2 separate regions of the Capra hircus genome follow, and region 1 is linked to region 2. The links are chromatin contacts, called in public Hi-C maps. All regions are on one chromosome and are shown on one strand. The core of a region is the stretch at or near the end of the contact, and the rest is flanking DNA. Distances in the headings are between cores, read along the strand shown.

What was found. Hi-C and Micro-C count contacts between places; a contact is called where the count stands out from the background.
Region 1: a Hi-C map of blood shows a contact between it and region 2, with 6 times the contacts expected there. The contact joins the enhancer-like site here to the promoter of ASIP in region 2. A contact is called at or near these places in 2 of 5 Hi-C or Micro-C datasets (blood and liver).

What each region holds. Positions count from the first base shown.
Region 1 is chr13:63,374,385-63,380,888 of ARS1.2, forward strand. All of the region lies in intron 2 of ITCH (E3 ubiquitin-protein ligase Itchy homolog), which reads left to right. Among named protein-coding and RNA genes, the nearest start is that of ITCH, 15 kb to the left of the region's middle. Within about 2 kb of position 3,032, at least 2 of the 5 cell types and tissues checked have an H3K27ac peak or open chromatin away from gene starts, as enhancers often do.
Region 2 is chr13:63,225,788-63,231,592 of ARS1.2, forward strand. ASIP (agouti-signaling protein) reads left to right here and starts at 2,922. Exons shown (of 4, transcript XM_018057736.1): 1 at 2,922-2,977.

The DNA.
Region 1 (6,504 bases), core at 1,782-4,281, 150 kb after region 2:
TCACGTTTTGTTTATCTGTTCATCTGTCAATGGCCTTTTGGATTACCTTTTGGCTATTGTGAATAATGATGCTATGAATGTGGCTGTATAGGTATCTGTTCAAGTCCCTCCTTTCAGTTCTTTAGGTGTATTCTCAGAAGTGGAACTGGTGGATCAAGTAGTAACTCCATGGTGGGTTTTTTTTTTTTATTGAAATATAATTGATTTACAAATGTTAATTTCTGCTGTACAGCAAAATGACGCAGTTATGCACGTGTACATTCTTTTTTATGTTCTTTTCCATTATGGTTTATCCCAGTGCTTCCCAGGAGGCTCAGTGGTAGAGAATCTGGCTGCCATGCAAGAGACTCAGGTTTGATCCCTGGTTCGAGATGGTACCCTGGAGAAGGAAGTGGCATTCCCCTCCAGTTTTCTTGCCTGGGAAATCCCACAGACAGAGGAGCCTGTCAGGCTACAGTCCACAGGGTCACAGAGAGTCAGACATGACTTAACAACTCAACAACAACAACATGGTTTATCCCAGGATATTGAGTATAGTTCCCTGTGCTATATAGTAGGACCTTATTGTTAGTAACTCCATGTTAATTTTGTTTAGTATCCGCCATAGTGTTTTCCCCAGCCGCTATGCCTTTGTACATTCTCACCAGCAGTTCTCAAGGGTTCCTGTTTTCTACACCCGTGACATTTCATTTCACTTCTTTTTTTTTAAAGAATAGGTCATTCTAATGATGAGAGAAGTGGTATCTCGTTGAGGTTTTGATTTGCATTTCTCTAGTAATTAGTGGTACTTTCTTTTCCTATGCTATTTGTATATCTTCTTTGGAGAAGTGTCTATTCAGTTTCGTTGCCCTTTTTTAAACTGGGTTGTTTGATTTTTTAGTGTCTTAATTATCTTGTAGGCTATTTCTTGTGCTAGGGTCTTGTGCTATTCCACCTCCTTTCCTGTTATTGACAAAGCAGTTAGAACCATTCTCTAATATATAGTCTCTCAGTAAATGAATGTTTGATAAAATGTTAAAAGTAGTGCATTCTGGAAAGGTAAAGGTTGGTTGGGGCAGGATTTTCATTACATTTTCTTTGGTTTTATAATTCTATATTCTCTTTTAACTATTTACTTGGGTGGGGTAAACATTTATAAAGGATTAAGCTTTAGGCAAAGAAGTCCCTGTGTCATCCAGATTTTATTTTGGAGAAGGAAAATATGTTTTAATATCTTATTAAAAGAAACTTCACTCTTACAGGACTTGCTGTTGCTACTGCTTGCCTAAGAAAATATGAATCATTCTGAGGTATCCAGACAAATATTTTACCTTTTGTAATTCTGAAAAGGAAGAAGTCTGTTTTAATCATTTCAGTGATTACTTGATTTTTGTGTGATGATTTTGAATTTCTTTTTTGTGCTATTTATTAGGGGTTTTTCTGTTGTTGTTCAAGAGGGATTTGAGAGTGGTCCTAGACTCCATATATAAATACTTTTGAAATGGACCAAACTGAGTAAGTTCAGGTATGCAGTGACATAGTTTTTTTTTTTTTTTTTTTCATTTCTTTCCCTGTCGTTCTTTTCTTTTTGTGGGGGAGGCTCAGTTATGGAACCAGAGAAGGCAATCGCACCCCACTCCAGTACTCTTGCCTGGAAAATCCCATGGATGGAGGAGCCTGGTAGGCTGCAGTCTATGGGGTCCCAAAGAGTCGGACACAACTGAGCGACTTCACTTTCACTTTTCACTTTCATGCATTGGAGAAGGAAATGGCAACCCACTCCAGTGTTCTTGCCTGGAGAATCCCAGGGACGGAGGAGCCTGGTGGGCTGCCGTCTCTGGGGTCACATAGAGTCGGACAGGACTGAAGCGACTTAGCAGCAGCAGCAGCAGTTATGGAACTGTGGTTTTAAATCATGAAATTAACATCGAGCAAGACTAGAGATCTCAGTTCTTGGCTGCATCTTCTGTTCTGACCTTGGACCATTCATTTTGATTGGATTGTTTGTCTATTATTGAGTTCTAAGAGTTCTCTGTGAATTCTGGGTATAAGCCCTTTATCAGATAAGTGTTACATCTTAGAGATATATTCTCCCAGCCTTTTGCTTCTTTTTTCATTTTCTTAATGGTGTCTTTTGAAGAGTTCAGTTCAGTTCAGTCGCTCAGTCATGTCCGACTCTTTGTGACCCCATGAATCGCAGCACGCCAGGCCTCCCTGTCCATCACCAACTCCCAGAGTTCACTCAGACTCACGTCCATCGAGTCAGTGATGCCATCCAGCCATCTCATCCTCTGTCGTCCCCTTCTCCTCCTGCCCCCAATCCCTCCCAGCATCAAGGTCTTTTCCAATGAAGAGTAGAAGTTGAAGAGTAGAAGTTCCTAATTTTAATAAGGCTAAATTTCTCAATTTTATCTTTTGTGGACAGTACTTTTGGTGTCACAGCTAAGAAATCTTTGCCTGATTGGGCACTCCATTTAACTTTGCTGGATTCCCATACATTTATCTGTAAGAACAAATAAGATGTGTGCGGTATTTTGCTTTCTTTGAAATGATGTTTTATTCAGTTCCTTTGGGACTCAAAGTAGAGGAGGTAGTCTTTGTAAATTTTTTTTAATTGGAGTATAATTGCTTTGCAATATTGTGTTAGTTTCTGCTATACAACAAAGTGAATTAGCTATATATACACATACATCCTCTCCCTCCTGAGCCTCCTTCGCATCCCCCTGTCTCACCCCTGCGGTCATCGCAGAGCGTGAAACGGTGCTCCCTGTGCTGTACAGCTCCCCACTGGCTGTCTGCATGCTCGTGTGTGCTGTCCGTGCCGCTCGCTCCGTTCGTCCCACCCTCCCCTTCCCCCATGGCTGCACGTCTGGTCTCTATTCCTGCCCTGCATATAAGTTCATGGGTACCATTTTCTTAGATCCCACATATATACGTTAATGTACAATATTTATTTTTCTCTTTCTGACTTCACTCCGTATGACAGACTCTAGGTTGATCCACATTACTGCAAATGACACAGTTTTGTTCCTCTTTAATGGCTACTATCCCCTACATTTGTGTACCACATCTTCTTTATCCATCTGTCTGTCGATGGAGGGTTAGATTGCTTCCGTGTTCTGGCTGTTGTAAATAGTGCTGCAATGAACACTGGGGCACTTGTGTCTTTTTGAATTATGGTATTCTCAGGGTATATACCCAGTAGTGGGATTGCTGAGTCATATGGTAGCTCTATTTTTAGTTTAAGGAACCTCCATACTGTTCTTCATAGCGGCTGTATCAGTTTACATTCCCACCAACAGTGCAAAGCGTTCCGTTTTTTCCACAGAGTCTCCAGAACTTATTGTTTATAGATTTTTTTGAGAGGAGGTAGTCTTGGAATAGAATACTAAGGTGAAAATTTGCAGGCCCAAACTGGAGTGTAAAATTGACTCTGCTTTCATAATCCTATTTGTTTCCTAATGGATAAATGGTTATTTGTCCCAAATGGCAACCCACTCCAATATTCTTGCCTGGAGAATCCCATGGACGGAGGAGCCTGATAGGCTATAGTCCGCGGGGTCGCAAAGAGTTGGGCACAACTGAGCAACTTCACTCACTCACTCACTCTGCCCCCAGTGTTTAGAACTCTTGGAAATAAATGATTCTGATTTTTTTCCCTGGATTTTTAATACAATATTTAAAACTATGCTTTTTAGTTCTTTTGATATAAATGCATCAATTTGTTTATGTAGTATACATAGACATTACTTGTTAACTCATTATTGACATCTGGTTTCCTCAGTAATTCTCTTTCTAAAGAAATGTTTATTTTGGCTTCCCTGTGTCTTTGTTTCTGCTCTCAGGCTTCCTCCAGTTGCCGTGAGCAGGAGCTACTCCCCGGCTGCAGTGTGCAGACTCCCCATTGCTGTGGCTTGTCTTGCTGTGAAGCACAGGTTCTGGGCACATGGGCTTCAGTAGTTGCTCAGTGGCATGTGGAATCTTTCTGGAACAGGGATCAAATCTGTGTCCCTTGTATTGGCAGGTGGATTCTTAATCACTGAACTACCAGGGAAGACTGATAATTCTTAAACAATGTGTAAAAATGATCTGAGAAAGGCTTGTTGGAAGGATGGGATGGTGGCTGTCCAGAGTCTTTATTTTGAGGAGAATTTATGGGTTTTAAGAGATGGTCAGAAACAAGAGTTCCTGGACACCAGGAAATTGAGCTTTATATTTAATCGAGTTGTATAGTTTCGCACAAGACTTTTGGCCGAAGAGAGCAATATTTAGAGTAGTACAACAGTAGTTATATTTATTGTGGCATGTTAAATCCTTTAAACTCTAGCAGTAAATAATCAAAGCCAGGACGCAGCTTATAATAATAGTTAATACTAAGATGTTTATCCAAAAGCTGTTTGGGAGAACTGGGAGAGAAATTGCCTTCTGTAATACTAGGTGCAAAGTTCAAACCAGCAAATGAATGTTAAAAGTTACAGTTCTGGTGCCAGTTTCCTTCAACTCTTTTATACTGTTGAACCTTGAAAATTGTACCTTCTTAATGTTTCTCTTTGGGATTCCCTGGTGGCTCAGACGGTAAAGCATCTGATCACAATGCGGGACACCCGGGTTTGATCCCTGGGTTGGGAAGATACTCTGGAGAAGGAAATGGCAACCCACTCCAGTACTCTTGCTTAGAAAATTCCATGGATGGAGGAGCCTGGTGGGCTACATACAGTCCATGGGGTTGCAAAGAGTCAGATACAACTGAGCGACTTCACTTCATGTTTCTCTTTGAGTAAGATAATTGTCTTTTTTACGCCTATGCTTTAGAATTCACACTGGATTCCTATTTGGCTGGAAGATGGGGAAGAACTCTGGATTATCTGAGATCATTACACGATGTTCAGAGCCAAAGTGTCACTGTTGTGGGGGATAGGGTATGGTCTACATCCTGCTTCCTTATTAAGGTAATTTTTTTCCAATAAATAGGAAAGCAGCTTTTCCCCATTGTGAATGGATCTGAGTTAGTTTCTCTCCTTTTGTTGAGAAATTAAGTTATGGGAATTCGCATTTACTTTCTACCCCAACCCAAAGAACTCTTAATCCCTCTGTCAGTATCTTTGTCAACCCATGAGCCAAAGTTAGCTCCTTTGCTGTCATTAGTGGAGAATGAGATCTAAACATTGCTCTTACAGTCTTTGCTGCTGTGACCCCAGTGAACAGGAATTAGTTTTCAGCTCAGCTGGGTAATGTGGCTACTGGTTGCACACATCAGAACTACTTCAAACCCCCATGTTTCCACTTCCAACTGGGTTGAGGCTGGAGTCCATTCTGCATTGTAGTGGCTGGTGAATGAGGACAGATTTTTCAAAACAGGTCTTTTGATATGTAGCTCTTTCACTTGAGTAGGGGTTTGGGAGCATGGCTGAGTGGCCCTATCCATGGGAGACTACTCAATATTTAGTTACCACATATGCTTTTGTATTTTAGTAAGGCTGAGAGTTTAGCTTCATTTGGTTTTAGTTCTCTGAATACCACTGTGTATTTTAGCTCTTTGAACTCTGTCTGTAGTTAATGCTTCAGCAAGCAGTTTTTCTCCTTACTGGTTTTGTGTGTTTTCTGAAATGTCTTTTTGGTGGCTTCTTTTAAGAAATTACAGGCCTATATAAAATTATCAAGTTTTGTAAGATAAATTAGACATGGCCTATAAAAATAACTGATTATGTTGGATGTGTTATTTCTGAAAAGGAACCTAAGCAAATTTCATAATGCCCTGGTTATTTAATGATTTTTGTATAAATAGGACACATATTTAAAATAAGGCTAGAAATGGAGTTTCTCTGTTTGTTACTTATGGGATAAGATGTTACTGAAATAATCTTGTGAAATGTGTGTCTTTCCACATTTTTTTTTCCCCACTGCCTTTCATGGAGCTGTTAAGGTTAGTTTTTATTGCTGGCAATGTTTTAGCACCTTTTTACATTAGACATTCAGTCACATTTTTCTAATGTGATAGTAAACATTACTCAAAATAAATGGTAAAGTATTAAGAATTGGCCCTGTTTTAAGTTTCTTTGTACCTGACAAGACTAATAAATAATGGATTATTTTAATATTGTACTAGATATTCAAATTGCTATCTTCATTGACTCAAATCACAGTGGTTTACTAGGTGAAGATATAGGCTCTACAGTGTATTCGATTGTGAAAGTGTTTTAAAAAATCATGTGAAACGTCACAGTTTTCCATAGGAAATTCATAGTCACCTATTTCCATTTCTGTGAATTTTAAAGCTGTAAATGGAGGCAAAGTTGAAATTGGCTTTAGAAATTATCTTTGGAGGAGGTGAAAGAAGAGTAGATTAAAAATGAAAGAGACATTAAAACAGATAGATTAATCTAGCAATGAGATACAGAGGTAGAAGAGAGATCCTTAAAAGGGAGATGAGTCCTGGAGAGAACTCCGCAAGATACATAAATCTATTGTCAGATGTTTGTTGTTGTTGTTGTTGTTGTTGTAAAAACTAAGAGCATTTTTTGGTCC
Region 2 (5,805 bases), core at 1,672-4,171:
TATTTACAGTGGAATACTAATCAGCTATTGAAAAAAAGAACAAACTACTTAAACATACAAAAAAATGAATGAAGCCTCAAAGACATTATATTGAGCAAAGGAAGTCAGATACAAAAGCTGAATCATCATTCAGTATGATTCCATTTGCGTGCTCAGTCATTCAATCATGTCCTACTCTTTTGTGACCCTGTGGACTGTAGCCCACCAGGCTCCTCAGTCTGTGGAATTCTCTAGGCAAGAATATCGGTGTGGGTTGCCATTTCCTATTCCAGGTGATTTTCCCAACCCAGGAATCAAACCTCCATCTCCTGCTTGGCAGGTATATTCTTTACCACTGAGCCACCTAGGACCCCCTGTGATTCCATTTATGTGAGTATAAAAACCAGCAAAATCAATCTATGGTGGTAGGAGTCAGAATAGACATTACCCCTGATGGGTAAAAATGGATATTGCCTGGAAAGAGGCACAGTGGAACTTTTAGGAATGGAAGAAATATTCTATGCCTTGATCTGAGTGGTGGTTACACAAGTATATAAAGTTAGAATTCATCAACCTTGATACATAAAATTGGTGCATTTTATTGTATAAAAATAATAATATCTTAACAAAGTACTCTTAGCAAAGGAGCAAAATGTTCTCCTGACAACCCTAATGCACAGCCAGGTTTAAGTTTCTTGGACAAGATGATTCCTAAGATCTCCTTCAGTGCTAAAGCTCTGTGGTTCTTATATCCTCATTTCAGGTCCCCTTAGTACTCTTGCCTGGAAAATTCCATGGACTGAAGAGCCTGGTAGGCTATAGTCCATGGGGTCACAAAGTGTCGGACACGACTGAGCGACTTCACTTTTCACTTAGTCATTTTTATCCACAAATTAGATTATTTCTTTTACCTTTCTTTTTAAATTTTTTATTTATTTTACTTTTGGCAGTGCTGGGTCTTGGTTGCTGTGCACGGGCTTTCTCTGGTTGTGGTGCACAACTTCTTATTGTAGTGGCTTCTTTTGTTGTGGCACACAGGTTTAGTTGTTCCGCGGCACATGGGATCATGCCAGACCAGGGATCGAACCAGTGTCCCCTGCTTTGGCAGGTGGATTCTTTACCACCGGACAGCCAGGAAATCCCTCTTTTACCTTTCTTGATTAAATGCAAGATCAAAGATATTAAGAAAAGCCATAGTGTGTTAGTGTTAGTCTCTCAGTCACGTCTGACTCTTTGTGACCCTATATTCTGTAGCCTGCCAGGCTCCTCTGTCTATGGGATTCTCCAGGCAAGAATACTGGAGTGGGTAGCCATTCCCTTCTCCAGGGGGTCTTCCCAACCCAGGGGTTGAATCCAGGTTTCCTGCATTGCAGGCAGATTCTTTACTGTCTGCGCCACCAGGGGAGCCCTAAGAAAAGCCATAGTCCTGAATATATCTTAGCACTCAGATAAGGGATGCTGCTGCAGTTTAACAGTTGTCTAAGCCCCAATACGACAGAACAAAGGCCAAGGGGAAAAATATGAAACCACCATCTGACTGAAGTCTGCTATAATATGAAATCTGACATCTCTCCAGTCTTGTTGGCCCAAAGGGACCAACAAATCTGAGGATTTTCTGTTGCTGGTTTTCTTTTCTCTTCATTCATTTACCAAATATTTATTGAGTGCCTTGCTTTGTGCTAAGTACTGCTGGGTAGTGGGAGCAACAAAACGAATATGATAGCAAGGTCCCTGCCCTCAGGAAGTTTAAATTCTATAAGAAAAGGAAAGCCCATACGAAATAAATATTTATTATTAACAATTATTAATTGTTACATTGTGGGTAAGTGCTATGAAAGAAATAGGATGATGAGACAGATAAATACCAAGGAAGGACGCTTTTTAGATAGAGTGGTCAAAGGAGGGCCACCATTTGTACAAACAATATTTATACAGAGATCCAAAGATTGCCAATGATCCAGCCAGGTGAAGAACTAAAAGAATCAAGTTCAAGACCAGGGAATGAACATTAGGGCCAAAGTAGAAGAAGTACAATATGTCTAAAACCTAGTAATTGAGTGGGAGAGTCTATCAGATGAGGGCAGAGTGAGTAACAACAGGGCCTTATAAGAATTTGTGATCTTATTTAAAGAGCAGTGGGAAACTATTAAAGTCTTTAAGCAGGGGATGATATGTGATTTTAATTCCCCCTCTCCCTACCCCTCAAAAAAAAAAAATCTCTTTACTATTTTGGAAATGGATGAAACAGGACAAGAATGAAGACAGGACGTTAATTACAGTTGTCCAGGCAATAGTCCCAGAGGTTCAGAATCTGCTGAATTGCTAATCAAAGCTACTCTAGCTTTAGTAACTCGGTTAACCAAAGACAGAGAACAAGAGCAAACAACTTCAGAAGTTAGTGAATTCCTCATGCTCAGTTGGCCTTGTCTTTCTAATATTTTGCCCACATGTCTAGATGAGGCTGATTTAAAGGATCCCTCAGAAGGTGGGGCTCAGTCCCTAAAGTACCTTTCTTCAAACTCACTCACAGGAGGCAGTCTTGAGAAGTGAGCCAAAATTTGTGACCAAGGCTCTCCAGGTGCTTTTCATAACTTTCTTTTTCTCTTTTAGGGTCTCACACTCACCCTCAGCAGAATCTACCCTCCTAACACAGTGCCCCCAAACTCTCTCGAACCCTTCTTTCTTTGCTTCTTCTTTCCTTTCTTCAGATGTCTGCCCTTAGATAGGAAAGTAGAAAACTAATCCAGTAGTACTAATTGCTACCAACTTAACCATGACCAAGAGCATTTGCACTTGATCCTTATAGCCCATAAGACATGCTATGGAATCTGACTAGTTAAGGGAAGATATTTTGAGGAAGAATGTGGCTTAAATTCTGTTTTGTGAATTATCCCTCTCTGTTTTCACATGGAATTCAGACTGGCTGACAGAGGTTGTTTGAAGGAAAACATTAACTGGAGACACCATTGATTGTGGACCCTGAGGCCTGGATCTGCAGGTAGAGGGATTCAGAGCAACATAGGGTGGGACTGGCTTTCCATAGAAATCTTAAGAGAGGGCAGTCCAGGCAGTCCCCAAGTAGAGGGTGCCATCTTACTTGGCTGAAGGCAAGAACCCAGAAAGAGGCCAGTGCAACGGGCCTGGAGGAGGCAAGACTTAAACAGGCTTCCGAAGGGAAGTATAGGATTTGCAGAGGAGATGATGAATGGCCATGACATTCTAAACAGGTGAATGGGGGAATTCCCTGGCAATTCAGTGGTTAGGAATCTGTGCTGTCACTCCCGAGGGCTTGGGTTCAATCCCTGGTCGGGAAACTAAAAATCCCTCAAGCCATGTGGTGTAGCCAAAAATGAAAGAAATAGCATAAAATAAACAAGGGGAATGAAGCCCTTGTTTTCACATTAGAAGGTACAAGTCCACAACTCTGCCCATAACTTGCTCCCTATTTTTCACCCAAGGTTGTAGAGAGAAAAGCTGGAGGTCAAGCATAAACCCATATCTGACAATGACTGATTCTCACTGATGCTGATGGTGCTAACTTTTCCTTCCTTCTCTTCTCTCCCGACCTGGGCAAGTTGGAGTCCTCTTAGGGATAGGCAACACTAAGTCACAACCCTGGTCTTGTGAGTTGGATGAGCCATGGTTTATTCTTTTTAAAGAGAAACAGCCCATTCAGAGAGAAACAAAATCAACATCTCGGCTTGGCTATAAATAATTGCCCCACTCTTTAGAAAGTCTAAGACCTAAGAGCTCTGAATCTAATCAGTGTCTCAAAGGGCTGTGATCTACCATATACAGAGAGAGACCAGACCACAGCACAATTTATCTCTTCCTTTTTTTTTTCAGTATTGTGAGAATATTTTTAAACATGGAGAATTTCACGTAACCTCCACCCAGAGTCATCCATATTTATTACTATATTTGCTTCAAGTCTTTTTTCTTTAAAACAAATTACAGAGGGAACTCCCTGGAGGTCTAGTGTTTAGGACTCCATCCTTCCAAAAAAAATTACAGATAAAGTTAGAGTTTCACTTACCCTCTTGTTCCAATCCCCATAATTTTTATATTTCTTCAACTTTTCCTCCCTACTTCACTTTCTCTTCTGTACTTTCCTTTTCTGACTATTTTGCGTGTGCTGCATGCTAAGTCACTTCAGTCGAGTCTGACTCTTTTCAACCCTATGGACTGCAGTCTGCCAGGTTTGTCTGTCCATGGGATTCTCCAGGCAAGAATACTGGAGTGGGTTGCCACGTCTTCTTCCAGGGGATCTTCCCAACCCAGGGATCAAACCCAAGTCTGCTGAGTCTCCTGCATTGGCAGGTGGGTTCTTTAGCACTAGCGCCACCTGGAAAGCCCCACCTGTTTAATTTTCTTCTCATTAATTCTTTTTTTTTTTTTTTTTTTCTTTTTTCACCATGCCACGCAGCTTGTGGGATTTTAGTGTCCCAACCAGGGATTGAACCCCTGCATTCATCAGTGATAACACAGAGTCCTAGCCACTGGACCACCAGGGAATTTCCCTCTTCTCATTAATTCTAAACCTAGTGAGTTTAATATTTTATACACTCTTCTAAATATGTTTTTCAAAATAGAAGACCAATTTATTTTTTTTTTTAATTTTAAAATCTTTAATTCTTACATGCGTTTAGAAGACCAATTTAAAAGGAGACTTCTTTAAGGGTCTTGATAAAATATCTGGTCCTTATTTGAAACAGGTTTCCACTCCAAGATAAAAGTTATGATTATTAAATTATATGGTGTTTTTTCTTATGTAACTTTTAAATTGCCTTTAGAATGTCTAGAATTCTAAAGATATTTTAAGCAACTTGCAGCATTAGAATGAATTTATGGCCTCTCAGAATTACAATTTTTAGTAAAAACACTTAACAGGCTATCTTAATTCTGGTTGTGTCAACTTCAGTTCAGTTGCTCAGTTGTGTCTGACTCTTTGCAACCCCATGGACTGCTGCACTCCAGGCCTCAAACTCATGTCCATTAAATCAGTGATGCCATCGAACCATCTCATCCTCTGTCATCCCCTTCTCCTGCCTTCAACCTTTCCTAGCATCAGGGTCTTTTCCAACGAGTCAGTTCTTCGCATCAGGTGGCCAAAGTATTGGAGTTTCTGCTTCAGCATCAGTCCTTCCAATGTGTCAGCTTAAAATGAAAATTATTTTTTAATTATAAATTCTCCTGATTTAGGCCCTATATTACTATCCTTACTAGACGTGGCTATAAATCATTGTCTGCTTCCTGAAATCAGATTTATTTTCAGAGGGCAAATTCTTACCATCAAAAGGAATATTCAACAGAGTGTATTGCAGCCTCTCTGAAGGGGATGCTGCTCATATGGAATCACAGCAGGTTATGTTACTGAACTCAGGTCTGGTTGCTTGTTGCTCAAAAATTATTTGAGAGGCAAGTGTTGGTAGAAATAGAAAATGTTGCTTTTAATCAGAAAGCCAGCTTTCTAGGGAGAAGGTGGACTCAGGTCCCCAAAAACCAACTCTGAAGATTCTGCTAGGCCATGGAAGTTTTTTAAGGGAAAAGGGGATGTAATCTGTTAATCATTGAGATAGGGGACCACACTTATTGCCATATTCCTTGTGTGCAGGCTTGTTGACTACTTGTCATCTTTCTTTAGATAATGTCTTGTTCATATAATTTGTTTGTGAGATTACTGAAGGGAAGACTAGGGAAGAGATCTGGTCATCTGTTAATTACTTATTCATTTCCAGTGTTTTGATCTACAGAAAGAACCAACAGATTAGGCAAGATATCAAAAGATGTGAAAAGTGTGCTTGGGCAGGAGATGAGTAGAGCATG